Linked DNA regions of Rattus norvegicus: region 2 is linked to region 1. A link is a contact called in public Hi-C data. All regions are on one chromosome and are shown on one strand. Each heading gives the region's core, a stretch centred on a gene start, on an enhancer-like site or on the middle of the called end of the contact. The rest is flanking DNA. Distances are from core to core; before and after follow the strand shown.

Region 1 (6,135 bases), core at 279-2,778:
CATTTTTCTTACCAGCACCCCATTGTGTGTGAACAATGCTCTTTATCTACTTCCTCAGGGCTGCTACGCGGGCTAGCTGGCCTGTGAACCACCCGACGGTCATCTGTTTCTCCCTACTACCTCGAGAGAAGAGCCCTGGGTTGCAGATGCCCTGCCACATCTGGCTTTTCCTGGATTCTGGAGGTCTGGAGCCAGGTCCTCAAGCTTGTCCCCCAAGGATTTTAGCCACTGAGCCAGCTCCCCAGCACAGCCCGTCTTTTTGTCCCGGGGAGCAGTCTCCTTCCTCCAGTTAACCCAATTCACAGCTATATTTGCGAACGTTCTGCAGTTGGCTTCTGCCGGGTCTACAGATTTTAAGATGTACAGCCACGGTGGGAAGGAATGGAGATCCCCCATAATTTTGGTCAAACTGTAAACAGATTTTCCTTTTCCTAATTCCTTGGGAGATACAGGTCTTTTTTTTCCCCCTCCCGACTATTAATAAAATATGAATAAAACACCGGACAAATAAGTTTCCCTAATGGCTCGCATGGAAAGGTGTGGCAGGGAGGCGTTCCAGCCCTGTCAGCAGGAGCATGAGGTGATCCTGCGTCTTAAGTCAGGGAAGTGCCGGTCAGGGAGCCACCGGTTACCTCCTCTTGCCTTTTTTTTTTTTTTTTTTCAGTCCAGACCCTGGCATGTGTCAAGATGCCACCCACATTCAAGGTGGCTCTCGCCCTTCTCAGTTGGCCCATTTTGACACACTTAAAAAGTATATCTCTCTGCTGAGTCTTGATCCTGTCAAGCTAACTATTAAAGTTAATCACAGTGAGAAAGCTGAGGTGGCAAGTTTATGGCCCTGTGCACCTGGTCACACTGCTATGGGCATTGTGCACCATTACTGACTTGGTTGTGTAACGGGAGTGATCCTGTGTGATCCTGCAGGAATTCTTCATCTTTTCATGGGGACACCAATCTGTTTTTCACAGTGGTTGAACCACTTTCCACCCCCGCCAACAGTGTTTAAGCGCACTCCTGATGTTGCCTCTTTACATTATCAAAACTGTCTCAGGAACGGTCTCCAGACTCCTTACCCAGGAGGTACAGGCTGGGAGAAGCCACCTTTTTGCAGTTTAAGGCTGTTTACAGGAGATCACTCCAGAGTCACTAAGGCACATTCACCACTTCTATTCGAAGATCTATAAACTTTTGTCCTAGAGATTTCCACTCGGCCTCACACAGAACCCCACTTACAAAGCTGGGGCCTGAGGCAGAAGGAAGCAGCTGCGCTCAAATGCTTCGGTCTAGCGAGTCTTCCGAGGCTTGCACAGTCGCACTCAGCCCCGCCTCCGCTCCCACGCCCTGTCTCTGCCCAGGCAAGCCTGGGGGGCGGGAGCCTAGAGTCGGAGGAGACAAAGGGAGAGGCGTGCGGTCCCTCCCGGGGTTACTCCCGGTCAGCACCCGCCTACAGGGTTACTCGCGTTCACTCGGCCCACAGCGCCTGACCCTGCGCAGCCAATCAGCGGCTTCTCTGCGGCTCTGCCTGAGCCCGATCCAATCAGGAGGCGCCGCCCTTGCAGACTGCACTTTTTAGTTGCCATCCTGGATGGCTAGGGAGGACTACCTACGTATTCAGTTTCTCTCTGTCTTTGGGACGGAAATGCTGAGCAGTGGTCTCTGTGTGGCCCGCCCTCTCATGAGTCATAGGGCAATAGGGTTGGGCCTCAAGAGCTCGGGTGTCAGCTCTGAACTACTTCTACCACAGACTGGATGGTGTGACCATGACCAAGCCTTTTGATAACTCCACTTGACACTTTACTCTCTTAGAAGTATGGAGTAGCCTCCTCAGAGGGCGGGGCCTGCACAAAATGAATCTTCCAGGGATCTTTCAATAGCTGCGCCCCTTATTCCATAGCCTACTGCTGCAGCCTGCTGCTGGGTACAAACACCTCTCTGCTTCCGCCCTCTTTTGCTCAAACGAAACAAACAAAACCACTTCAAAATTCTACCCAGGACTTCAGGAATCTCCCAAAAGTCCCGGTGTCCTGAAGGCACAGACACAAGTAATGGACCCAAAAGAAGCCAATGCCTACTGATTCCTGGCGGAGTCCTTACCTGGCAGAGTCTACCCATAGACTAAGTATGGAGTGTACATGCACCTTTGTCATTGTGTGTGTGTGTGTGTGTGTGTGTGTGTGTGTGTGTGTGTGTGTGTGTAGTGCTGCAGGGTTGATAGCATTCAGAGTTGGTGGGAAGGCCAGAGAACTACAACTGAACCCTTGGTTCAAAACCCATTGCCATTTTTCCCTCTTATGTTCCTGGGAAAATAGGTAGGCAGGATAGATGGAGTTGTGAGTAGTCATTGCCACCAGTCTCTCCTGTGTTAATTTCTCCATTGCCCAAGCATTCACCATGTGTCAGGGTTGAATTCACCCTTAGTGCCGAACTAGATACTGTTTTCCAGAATGAAATCTCGTGTCCCCATGGCCACAGGAGAGACCCAGCGGCCAGTGGAAGAGAAGACAAGGAGAAAAAGGGGGGGAAGGAGGGAAAAGAGGAGGTGGCATAGGAGACAGCAGACGGAACTGAGCCGTTGACAATGGTTGGATAAGGTAGCATCAAATAGTCTTTGACCAGTGAGGAAGCCAGAACTGACAAATGTATCAAACTTTCTTTTTTGAGAAAAGATTGTTTCATGTGTATGGGTGTTTCAATGCCTGGTGCCCTCAGAGGCCAGATGAGGGTATAGAGCCCCCTGGACTAGAGTTACAAACAATTGTGAGCCACCGTGCGGGTGCTGGGAATCGAACCTAGGACCTCTGGAAGAGCAGCCAATGCTCTTAATCACTGATCCATCTCTTCATCCTCACATACTATTTTCTCAAGGGGAAAGATGAGGACAGGATTTGGGCCCATGTTAGGATCACCTGTGTTGCTCTCAAGAGCACATGGCTCTGACCTGGCCAAGGCCTGCTCTTTTGTCTCCTCCCTTCTTCCATCCTCTCTGCCTGGAACCACCTAGGCCAGCTACCTCTGTGCACCTTGCCCCTTTCGGCAGGAGAAGAAGGTGTACTAGGAAATGAAAGACTCAGACATCCAATGCCTTTAAATCCATACCTCTGAGAAACAGCCCACATGGTGAGGCTGAGCCTGGACAGCCTCTGTGTGTTTGTGTGGTGTGTGTGTGTGTGTGTGTGTGTGTGTGTGTGTGTGTGTGTGTGTATGTGTATGTATGTGTGCACATACACATACATACATATACACATACATATACACATGCATATATATACACATACACACATATATACACATACATGTATATATACATATACATATATACACATACACACATACACATATATACATATATACACATACACACATATACATGTGTGTGTGTGTGTGTGTGTGTGTGTGTGTGTATAATATATAACAGGACAGGTTTCGGGGGCAGCACCTGACCTGTTTCACAGCTCCACACTTGGAAGCAGAAATCCAGCTTCAGTCCTGGAAGTCCTGAATTCTACTCCGTCCACGGTCTCAGCTCTGGTAAGTTCTGGGCATCTGAGAGCCAGAATACTTGCAAGAGGAGAAAGAGTTTCTAAGCAATGACTCTGGTCAGTGGGTGTAGGCTTTAAAAACATGGGACCCGCTGATATACTGGTGGCTAAAGTGAGCTCAAGCTCTTGGAAAAATTTGAGATGCTTCTTAGTGGAGCTCTCTATGAACCAAATCACTTACATCAGATAGGGCAGTGGTCATGGGAATATTTGAGCTTGACAGGACTGATCAATATTTGACTCCAAAATGAGCTATACAGTAATATCCTGTGAAGTAAAAGAGGTAGGACCAAAGGCTCCATTGTGGGACAGAGTTTTGTTGTGGTAGTTTTGAGATCAGCTCTCCACAACACAAAATTGCCATGCTTTGTTTTGTGGTATAATTAGAATGTCTCTAGTCGGGGGTTGGGGGTTGAGCTCAGTGATAGAGTGCTTGCCTAGCAAGCGCAAGGCCCTGGGTTCGGTCCTCAGCTGGGGGGGTAGGAGGGAGAATGTCTCTAGTCATGCACGGAACAGTTTAGTAAATAGTGTGTGTGGCCTACAGGTCAGGCAGGAGTGAGCCTTCCAGTTCCAGCTTATGGCACTTCAGGACCCCAGTAGTCCTTAGAGATTGGCTGGGACAATATTGAAATGGATGCACCGGGACATATTTGGGACCCATAAGGAGAAAACAAAGATGAGGGATACAATATCCAGTGAGGGATGCTCTGAAGCATAATTTCACTCTCTATAGCCAACATGCATTTAACATAATACAACTGTGAGAGTTTATGTTAAAAAACTGGAAAGGGGGGCTGGGGATTTAGCTCAGTGGTAGAGCGCTTACCTAGGAAGCGCAAGGCCCTGGGTTCAGTCCCCAGCTCCGAAAAAAAGAACCAAAAAAAAAAAAAAAACTGGAAAGGATAAAAAAAATTATTTATAAATGTTTTTCTTGTGCTGAAGAGATGCTCAGCCATTAAAGGCTAGACTCACAGCCAAAAATAGGAGTTGGGTTTCCAGCACCCACAGCTGCCTCTCCAGCCATGCAGTGTGTGTGTGTGTTTGTGTGTATGTATGTGTATGTGTGTGTATGTGTGTATGTATGTATATGTGCATGTGTGTGTATGTGTGGGTATGTGTGTAAGTGTGTATATGTATGTATATGTGCATGTGTGTGTGTATGTGTGGGTATGTGTGTGTATGTGTGTATGTATGTATGTGTGTATGTGTGGGTATGTATAAGTATGTGTGTGTATATGTATGTATTTATGTGTATATGTATATGTGTATGTATGTATATGTATGTATATATGTATGTATGTGTCTATGTGTATGTATATATGTGTTTATATGTATATATGTATGTGTATATGTATGTGTGTATGTGTGTATATGTATGTGGGTGTATGTATGTGTATGTGTGTGTATGTGTGTATGTATGTATATGTGCATGTGTGTGTATGTGTGGGTATGTGTGTAAGTGTGTATATGTATGTATATGTGCATGTGTGTGTGTATGTGTGGGTATGTGTGTGTATGTGTGTATGTATGTATGTGTGTATGTGTGGGTATGTATAGGTATGTGTGTGTATATGTATGTATTTATGTGTATATGTATATGTGTATGTATGTATATGTATGTATATATGTATGTATGTGTCTATGTGTATGTATATATGTGTTTATATGTATATATGTATGTGTATATGTATGTGTGTATGTGTGTATATGTATGTGGGTGTATGTATGTGTATGTGTGTATGTATGTGTGTGTGTATGTGTGTGTACGTATGTATTTGTGTATGTCTATGTATGTATGTATGTGTGTGTCTGTGTGTGTGTGCACGTGCGCCTTAATTTGCATTTACCTAATTACCTCATTGTTAACATTTTAAAAAATTGTTCCTGGAAAGGAAGGCTACCCATCTTCCAAGTTGGGTTTTATTGTTGTTCTTGTATCTTGTTTTGAGGAGGGGGTAGGAGGAGGTAGGAAGGGATAGGATGGGGTAGGAAGAGGTAGAAGAGGGTTGGATAGGGTAGGTGAGGATAGAATGGGGTAGGAGGTGGTTGGAGGGAGTTGGAGAAGGTAGGAGGGGGTAGGAGGGAGTAGGGTGGGGTAGGAGGTGGTAGGAGGAGGTAGGAGGAGGTAGGAGGGGGTAAGGGAGTAGAAGGGGGAGGAGGAGTTAGGAGGAGGTAAGAAGAGGTTGGAGGAGGTAGGAGGCAGGAAGAGGAAGTAGGAGGGGGTAGGGGGTAGCATTGCAACCATGTCTGACTCTGTAATTCGATTGCTCAGGAGCTGGGTGATAGGACACACTGACTGTGAACTCATGATCATCCTGCCTTTGGTTCCACAGTGCAGAGAACACCTCCAGGTTTAAGTTATTTTATGACAGATCTGGAAACTATCAAAAATCATGGTGTTTACCAGAAATCCCAGTAGTCAGGAGGCTAGGATGATGAGATTCTGAGATGCAAGTCAGATAATGTAAGGCCTCATCTAGTCACAAAAACAGATGAGTTCCCTGCATCATGTAAAGCATATGATAAATACAGCCCCTTCCTCTGCTTTCTGCCCCCGTGACTAAGGTAAACCAAGCATATAGTCTCACTGAACATT
Region 2 (6,763 bases), core at 518-3,017, 110 kb after region 1:
TCTCTGTGGAGTCCTGACAAATGCAGCTCAACTATGCGACGTAAGGCAGACCAAAACACGTGTGTCGTTAGCAAAGAATCCTCCATCACGTGTCCTTTCACGTGCTTGCTTTAGCAAAGCGCCCTTTCACCTGTGTCTGCTTCAGCTAAATGTTCCTTCGTGCGTTTGCCTTAGTCTCTAACCTGTGTCCACGTCAGCTAAACACTCCTTCACGAGTGTGCCCCAGCAAAACACCATCTAAAGAACCATTAAGTTTCCACTTCAGCACTGTACTCTGCCTTCCTAGAATCCCCACTCCTTAGAACAGACTGTGCACTACCATAAGGTTTGGCTGAGTCTATCATCCCCCTGTTGTGTGGACATAGAACGTTTCCTTTTTCTTTTTCCTGTCTCTTTCTCTCAGATGCTGTCAGAAGCTAATTATCCTTCTTTTGGTGCTCTGGGCTTCATATTCTTTGTGAAAAGCCCCTTCTCCTCTGAGCAGCTGCCTGCCAGTCTATGGCTGACCTCCATGCTGGCTTAACTCAAATAGCATAGCTTTCTTCCTCTCCGCCACTCTCCTCTGCTCTGGGCAGCTGCTGGAAACTCCAGCTAGCCTACCTTGTGGTTTTCGTTTATGTGTGTGTGTGTGTGTGTGTGTGTGTGTGTGTGTGTGTGTAGTATTTATTTTATATTATATTACATTGTATTTATATGATGTTATTATAATTATATATTCATATAATTATATTTGTATAATATAAATAGAAATAAATAAATATATTTATTTATATTTAATACTGAAAGTGTAAAAGCATGATGCTCCACAGCTTCTAACTGTACAGAAGTTCACTGAGATGTGTAGACTCAGGATCTGGTTAACTTGTGCATGGGATTTCCTGCCACAGGTCAGCTTTGATAGGTCAGGTAACCTGAGAAGGGCTGCGGAGTTGATAATTAATCACTCAGCAGACTTTTTTCTGAGGGTGCAAAACTTAATTTTCTGGGGCCAGCAAAAAAGGGAGAAAAATTACAGACTGTCTTAGTCAGGGTTTCTACTCCTGCACAAAAATCATGATCAAGAAGCAAGTTGGGGAGGAAAGGGTTTATTCAGCTTACACTTCCACATTGCTGTTCATCACCAAAGGAAGTCAGGACTGGACCTCAAGCAGGGCAGGAAGCAGGAGCTGATGCAGACGCCATGGAGGGATGTTACTTACTGACTCACTTCCCCTGGCTTGCTCAGCTTGCTTTCTTATAGAACCCAAGACCACCAGCCCAGGGATGGCACCACTCACAGTGGGCCTCCCACCCTTATCATTAATTGAGAAAATGCCTTACAGCTTGATCTCATGGAGGCATTTCCTCAAGGGAGGTTCCTTTCTCTGCGATAACTCCAGCTTGTGTCAAGTTGACACACAAAACTAGCAGTGTACATACCACACACACACACACACACACACACACACACACACACACACACACGCACACACAATGTGGATGAAGCAAGCTTCAAAAAGCTCCAATAGCTTTATTTTTTCTCTTAGCCTTTTAATATCACCTAAGACAAAAATTCTCCATGTAAGAAAAAGATGACCTCATAGCCACAAGTTACATATTCTCCAGAAACAATCACCACAAAAGCATATTCTTCAAAAACAGATTAAGATCACTGCACAGAAGGAAATTACACCAGGATTGTTGACTCTGTATTCTTCTTTTGAAACGCATACATAACTAAACATTTCCGGTCTATCTTTCTCTCCACAGAGTCATTGTAACCGCAAAACAATAATTCCTTTGTTACTGATTAACAAAAGTTTAAGCAAGCCACTCTCTAGCAGCAAGTTTCCCCACTCTACTTAGCCGATGACAATTTGTATTTACCAAGAAACAGATCGTCATAAATCTTGCATCTTATCTTGAAGTCTTGTTCAGCTAAACTGGCTAAGCGTCTAGTCTCCATTCTTATACTCAGAATAGTTCACTCTTTGTAACTCTGTCTTTTCATGGTGCACACCAAAACCTAGGATGACATCTCCAGTTCACAAGACCCAGGAATTCACACCCAACCTAGAACGAATTTTTTTTAAAGATTTATTTATTTATTATATATATAAGTACACTGTAGCTGTCTTCAGATACACCAGAAGAGGGCATCGGATCTCTTTACAAGATGGTTGTGAGCCACCATGTGGTTGCTGGGAATTGAACTCATGACCTCTGGAAGAGCAGTCGGGTGCTCTTAACCGCTGAGCCATCTCTCCAGCCCCGAATTTTTTTATTATTAACTTATCCCAAGCCTATTTTTCTCCTTCAAGTACAATTACGTGTTTGTAACACATGAAAGCTCACTGCATTCCTTTTGTAGCCTATGCAGCCCTCCCTAGTCTACAGGGAGGGGCACATTCTATTCGTAATTTTAAGTTTATTATATCTTTCTGGCAAAACAACCCAAACCACCTCTTTACATGTTCTATCCCCTGCCCCTAACTTCCTCAAACCTACTTAGATTAAGTCAGTAATTACGTAAAATCAGTAATTCATTTATACAGCATCATTTTATGAAAGTTCATATTGATCGGCAGGAAAATTACCCAATAGAGTGGGCTGTGTCTTAGGAGCAATCCCCAGCAGACTGTAGGCAGTGAGGATCTCCCCATGACCGATCGCCTCATGCCAGATAGATGGGGAACACAACAAAGTTGAACATGAGAGAGCACAGCCGCAGCAAGAAGCAATCTGCAGAGGAACCCCACCCAGGGCTGCGCCTCTCTGAGGTACGTTCGCCGCCTCTGTGCACAGCAGTGCACCATTTCCAGGAAGCTCCTCTTGCATGGTCAATTTCCCTTTACGGTTTGTTAGATTTTTTGTAATATATTAAAAATTTTTAAAGTTATTTTCTTTTAAACACTAATAAAATCACGCTCAAGCTTCCAGTTCATTCTTAAATCCTTTTATGAATGAGACTATGATCTGAAGGAAGGGACTCTGGTGTCCCAGTTTCACTTGGTGACCAGCGACTCCTCACCCTTCAAAGCTACAAGGCACCTTACTGCTTGTAACTTGTTTATCTAACTGGGTTGTTAAGGATGTGACTCTGGACCTAGTTTATTGGGGTTTTTGGGGCCAAGGCTTTAGCCTTCAATGACTCTGGTAACAACACCAGCTAGTGTGGATTTGTGAAGGGCTGGGACACTGGAAGACACACAGGAAATGGGACCTCCTACAGTGGAGACTGGAGCCAAAGAAAGATTTCTCTCAGTAAAAATTCAAAAGAAAAACTCAGGCATGGGAAGCATTGTCTGTGTCCTTCATCAGAGGGAATCAGCCCTATAAATTATTCTGAAAGTACTTTCATATGATTTGTCTTGTGTAATTTTTGTTTCTTGAGACAAGTTCTCACTCTGTAGCCCAGGCTGGTCTTGAACTCGTGGCACTCCTCCTGCCTGAGCCTCCTGAAGATGAGCTTTGCCGCTGAAGTCTGAGGTCACCATGACCCCTGTGAATGCCAATGTAACGTATAAATGCATATGGATCGGTCAGTTTAGAGGGCAGGGTAGTGGTAAAAAAAAACCTCAGTGGTTAAAATCTTGAGGACAAGATTTTGGATCCTAGTACTCACATGACGAGATGAGGGCTCTACACAAACCTATAATCCCAGCTCAAAAGGGGACAGAAGCAAGAGGATCACTGGGCTTTCTGGTTTCTAGTCTAGCCAAGAAGAAGCCTCAGGCTTAGGGAGAGACCCTGCCTGGAAAGGAACACATAGAGAGTAACTGAGGGGAATAGATGACTGACATCTTCTGGCTTCTATGGGCACCCCCCAACACACATATTCATATACACTCACACAGATAGATAGATAGATAGATAGATAGATAGATAGATAGATAGATAGATAGATAGATAGATTCTTTTCCCTTAAAGCCAAGGATCTGGTGATGCAAGGCAGCTTGGTGGTGTTTCATTCATGATGTCCTGTTTCAATCCTCAACACCGCAAACGACGGTGTTCATTTTAAAGATAGTCCTTATGTTAAAATATTATCAAAATCCTACATTAGTACAAACCTAACATTTGCCAGTTCTTGGCAAAGGCCCAGGCCATCCCTGGGGCAGCTGTACCCTGTGGAGCTGTGCAAGGCTAGCTCATGGGTAGTCCCTCTGGAGAAGATCTGAAGAGTGCGAAGAGTAGTCATTTTCCCTCTCAGGGGACCTTTCAGAACCATGGCCGTCCTTCTTAGACCCCATGTCCACCCTTCTATGTACACAGCAAGCTCCGCTGAGAAATCAGAGTTGGGGAGAAGCCTTTGGCACTTGGCATTTAAATGGAGACAGGAAGGAACCCACGAGCTTGCTGCCCTCTCCTTGGCCTCGAAGTGAAGGTCGCTGAGCGGCCGCCCAGGCCGCTGCCCCGGAAACTGGCACTGCAGCAGCTGTTCGCCCGGCCACTGCGCAGGCAGAGTTTTGTTTGGCTTTCCGGTCTAGTTGCTGACTTCTGTGGGAGACTTGAAACTCTTCACGCTCTCCGTGCCCTGGTGCACGCGAACCCCGTTTTGTGGGTTTTAAACGAGGAGAGTTGTAATTTGAATCGGAAATGCCCCCACTGTTTTTGAAGTCTGGTTCTCCAGTGGGTGGCGATATTTTGGAGGGGGCTCTGGAGTCTTTGGGAGGTGGGGTCAGTTTGCATCAGTGGATCGTTCAGGGCAGGATTTGAAATTTTGTTCCCAGCACTCACTTTTTGTACCATCATTCTCTGCAGATGCACCATGATGTAAGAAATGCCTCTCTTGGGCTGAAGAGATAGTTCAGTGGTTAGGAGCACACTCTGCTCTTCCAAAGAACCTGAGTTGTGTCCCCGGCACTTATGTCAGACCTCTTACAACTACCTGTAACTCCTGCTCCAGGGATCCGCCTCCCTCTTCTGGCATCTATGGGCACCCACACACAGATGTGCACACACAGGCATGATCACATGCACACAGACACATACACGGGGGTGCATTCGTGCACACATAAATGCACACACACATAGGCATGTGCACACGCACACACAGAGAAATAAAATAGAACATAAGGCCTCTGCCACATGCTCCCACCACCATGGACTGAGTGGATCCACCATGACTTCTCCACCTTGACAGACAGGAAGGTTCTGTGAGGCAAGGTAGTTCTGTCCTCCCTTGGTGTCGGCAGTGCTGTAATCGCAGTTGACACACAGACTGTACCCCGAGACCCTAGGAAGTACCCTGAAAACAGCCAGGGAACTGTCAGGGTAGCTTAATCCACAGGCTTTGGTACTTTTCTACTACTTCTGTTACCTGACGGAAGTAAATTGATTACTTAGCAAAGCATTTCTCTCCCCATCTGTCCAGCCAATCACACCTGTTGCCTTGGATAACCACCACCTCCTCCAAGCAGAGTTGAACTCAACCCTATATCTGGTCTTTTGTTCATTTGTGTGCAGCATTTCCTCTGGGGCAAGCATATGGTCCCCTAAGGTCTTTCTACCTCCTGGCTCTAGATCTCTCAGATAGGTCAGGGGACTCTATCTCTTCTAGGCCTTCACCATGGTAATAGATCTGGACCAACAGAAATTCGTGGCACTAAAAATGATGCAGAAAGTATAGAGGAAACATGATTGGCAGCAGTTCGTGACGGATGAGGGCAAGTGACAGGGGCTCAGTGTAAATCTCATCGCTTTACTTCTGTTTAAAAAAACCTCCACGTAAGATAAAATTTTAAATTAAGCAGAACTGTCCTGAAGCAATGACCCATGGGGTCTGCCCTCCCCAGAGTCCTTGAATTAAAATGAAGACATTCTAGATGTGATGCTGTGAACGAGACACAGGCTTTCTGCTGCCCAGGGTGTTGTCATGGAATAAGACCCCAGGAGACTGGCTCGGTGAACGGGAAGGGTCTGAGTACAGGAAAAGGGCTGAGACTTGGTGCAAAAAGAGGAAGTTGAAATACTGAAGAAAGGAACTACAGTCTCCTCATGTAGGAGAAGAAGAATATCGTCCTTGGAGTTGGAAAGGAAGACTGACTGACTGACCGACTGACCCTCTACATGCAACAGAAGATGTGAACACTGGAAATACAAGCCATCCAAACAGACTAATTCGATAATGGTTCTTTGACAACTTATGGTCTGAGTCTCTCTTGGCCTGGAGAAAACTCTAACCTCAGAAACACGGAGAAAAATGACGTGATCAATCCTGGGGGCTCAAAGAAAGACTGAGAAAAACAAACCCTAAAAGTCTGGCTCATAACGAGAGAGACTCCAGGTTCATCCAAAGTGGACGCTAATTTCTTTCCAGCTGCCTCGGAGTCTGGGGGTATCTCAAGTGGGAGCCACAGGGACTGCCCAGCACGAACCTTCACTAAAAAAATCTGCTGTCAGAAAAAAAGCGGGCTGGAGAGATGGCTCAGTGGTTAAAAGCACTGATTGCTCTTCCAAAGGTCCTGAGTTCAAATCCCAGTAACCACATGTTGGCTCACAACCATCTGTAATGAGATTGGATGCCCTCTTCTGGTGTGTCTCAAGACAGCAAATATATATATATATATATATATATATATATATATATATATATATGTGTGTGTGTGTGTGTGTGTGTGTGTGTGTGTGTGTGTGTGTGTATGTATGTATATGTATATGATAAATTTTTTTTAAAAGGAAAAAGCTTTAGTCTAAGAGAAACTGTGCTGCCCCAACTCCTTAAGCTGTAGGAATGAATTCTCCCCAGCCTCTCTGATGGAAATAGAATAGAATCCAGGGA

The links. A called contact is a pair of places that touch in the nucleus more often than the background predicts.
Region 2: a contact with region 1 is called in a Hi-C map of Schwann cells, with 5 times the contacts expected there. The contact joins the enhancer-like site here to the promoter of Scd-ps1 in region 1. A contact is called at or near these places in 8 of 12 Hi-C or Micro-C datasets (the A7r5 cell line, the Rat2 cell line, Schwann cells and 5 more) and 1 of 1 datasets of contacts at active chromatin or transcription factors (oligodendrocytes).

Annotation. Positions count from the first base shown.
Region 1 is chr1:253,067,216-253,073,350 of GRCr8, forward strand. It overlaps Scd-ps1 (stearoyl-CoA desaturase, pseudogene 1), which reads left to right and starts at 1,529. Exons shown (of 3, transcript XR_010063269.1): 1 at 1,529-2,119; 2 at 3,416-3,528. LOC134485240 (a long non-coding RNA gene) reads right to left here and starts at 1,580. Exons shown (of 3, transcript XR_010063268.1): 1 at 1,234-1,580. LOC134485241 (a long non-coding RNA gene) reads left to right here. Exons shown (of 2, transcript XR_010063270.1): 2 at 1-508.
Region 2 is chr1:253,173,309-253,180,071 of GRCr8, forward strand. No RefSeq gene overlaps it. Among named protein-coding and RNA genes, the nearest start is that of Scd4, 24 kb to the left of the region's middle. Within about 2 kb of position 1,768, at least 5 of the 93 cell types and tissues checked have an H3K27ac peak or open chromatin away from gene starts, as enhancers often do. A contact at or near this core is called in the A7r5 cell line and Schwann cells, where this site is marked.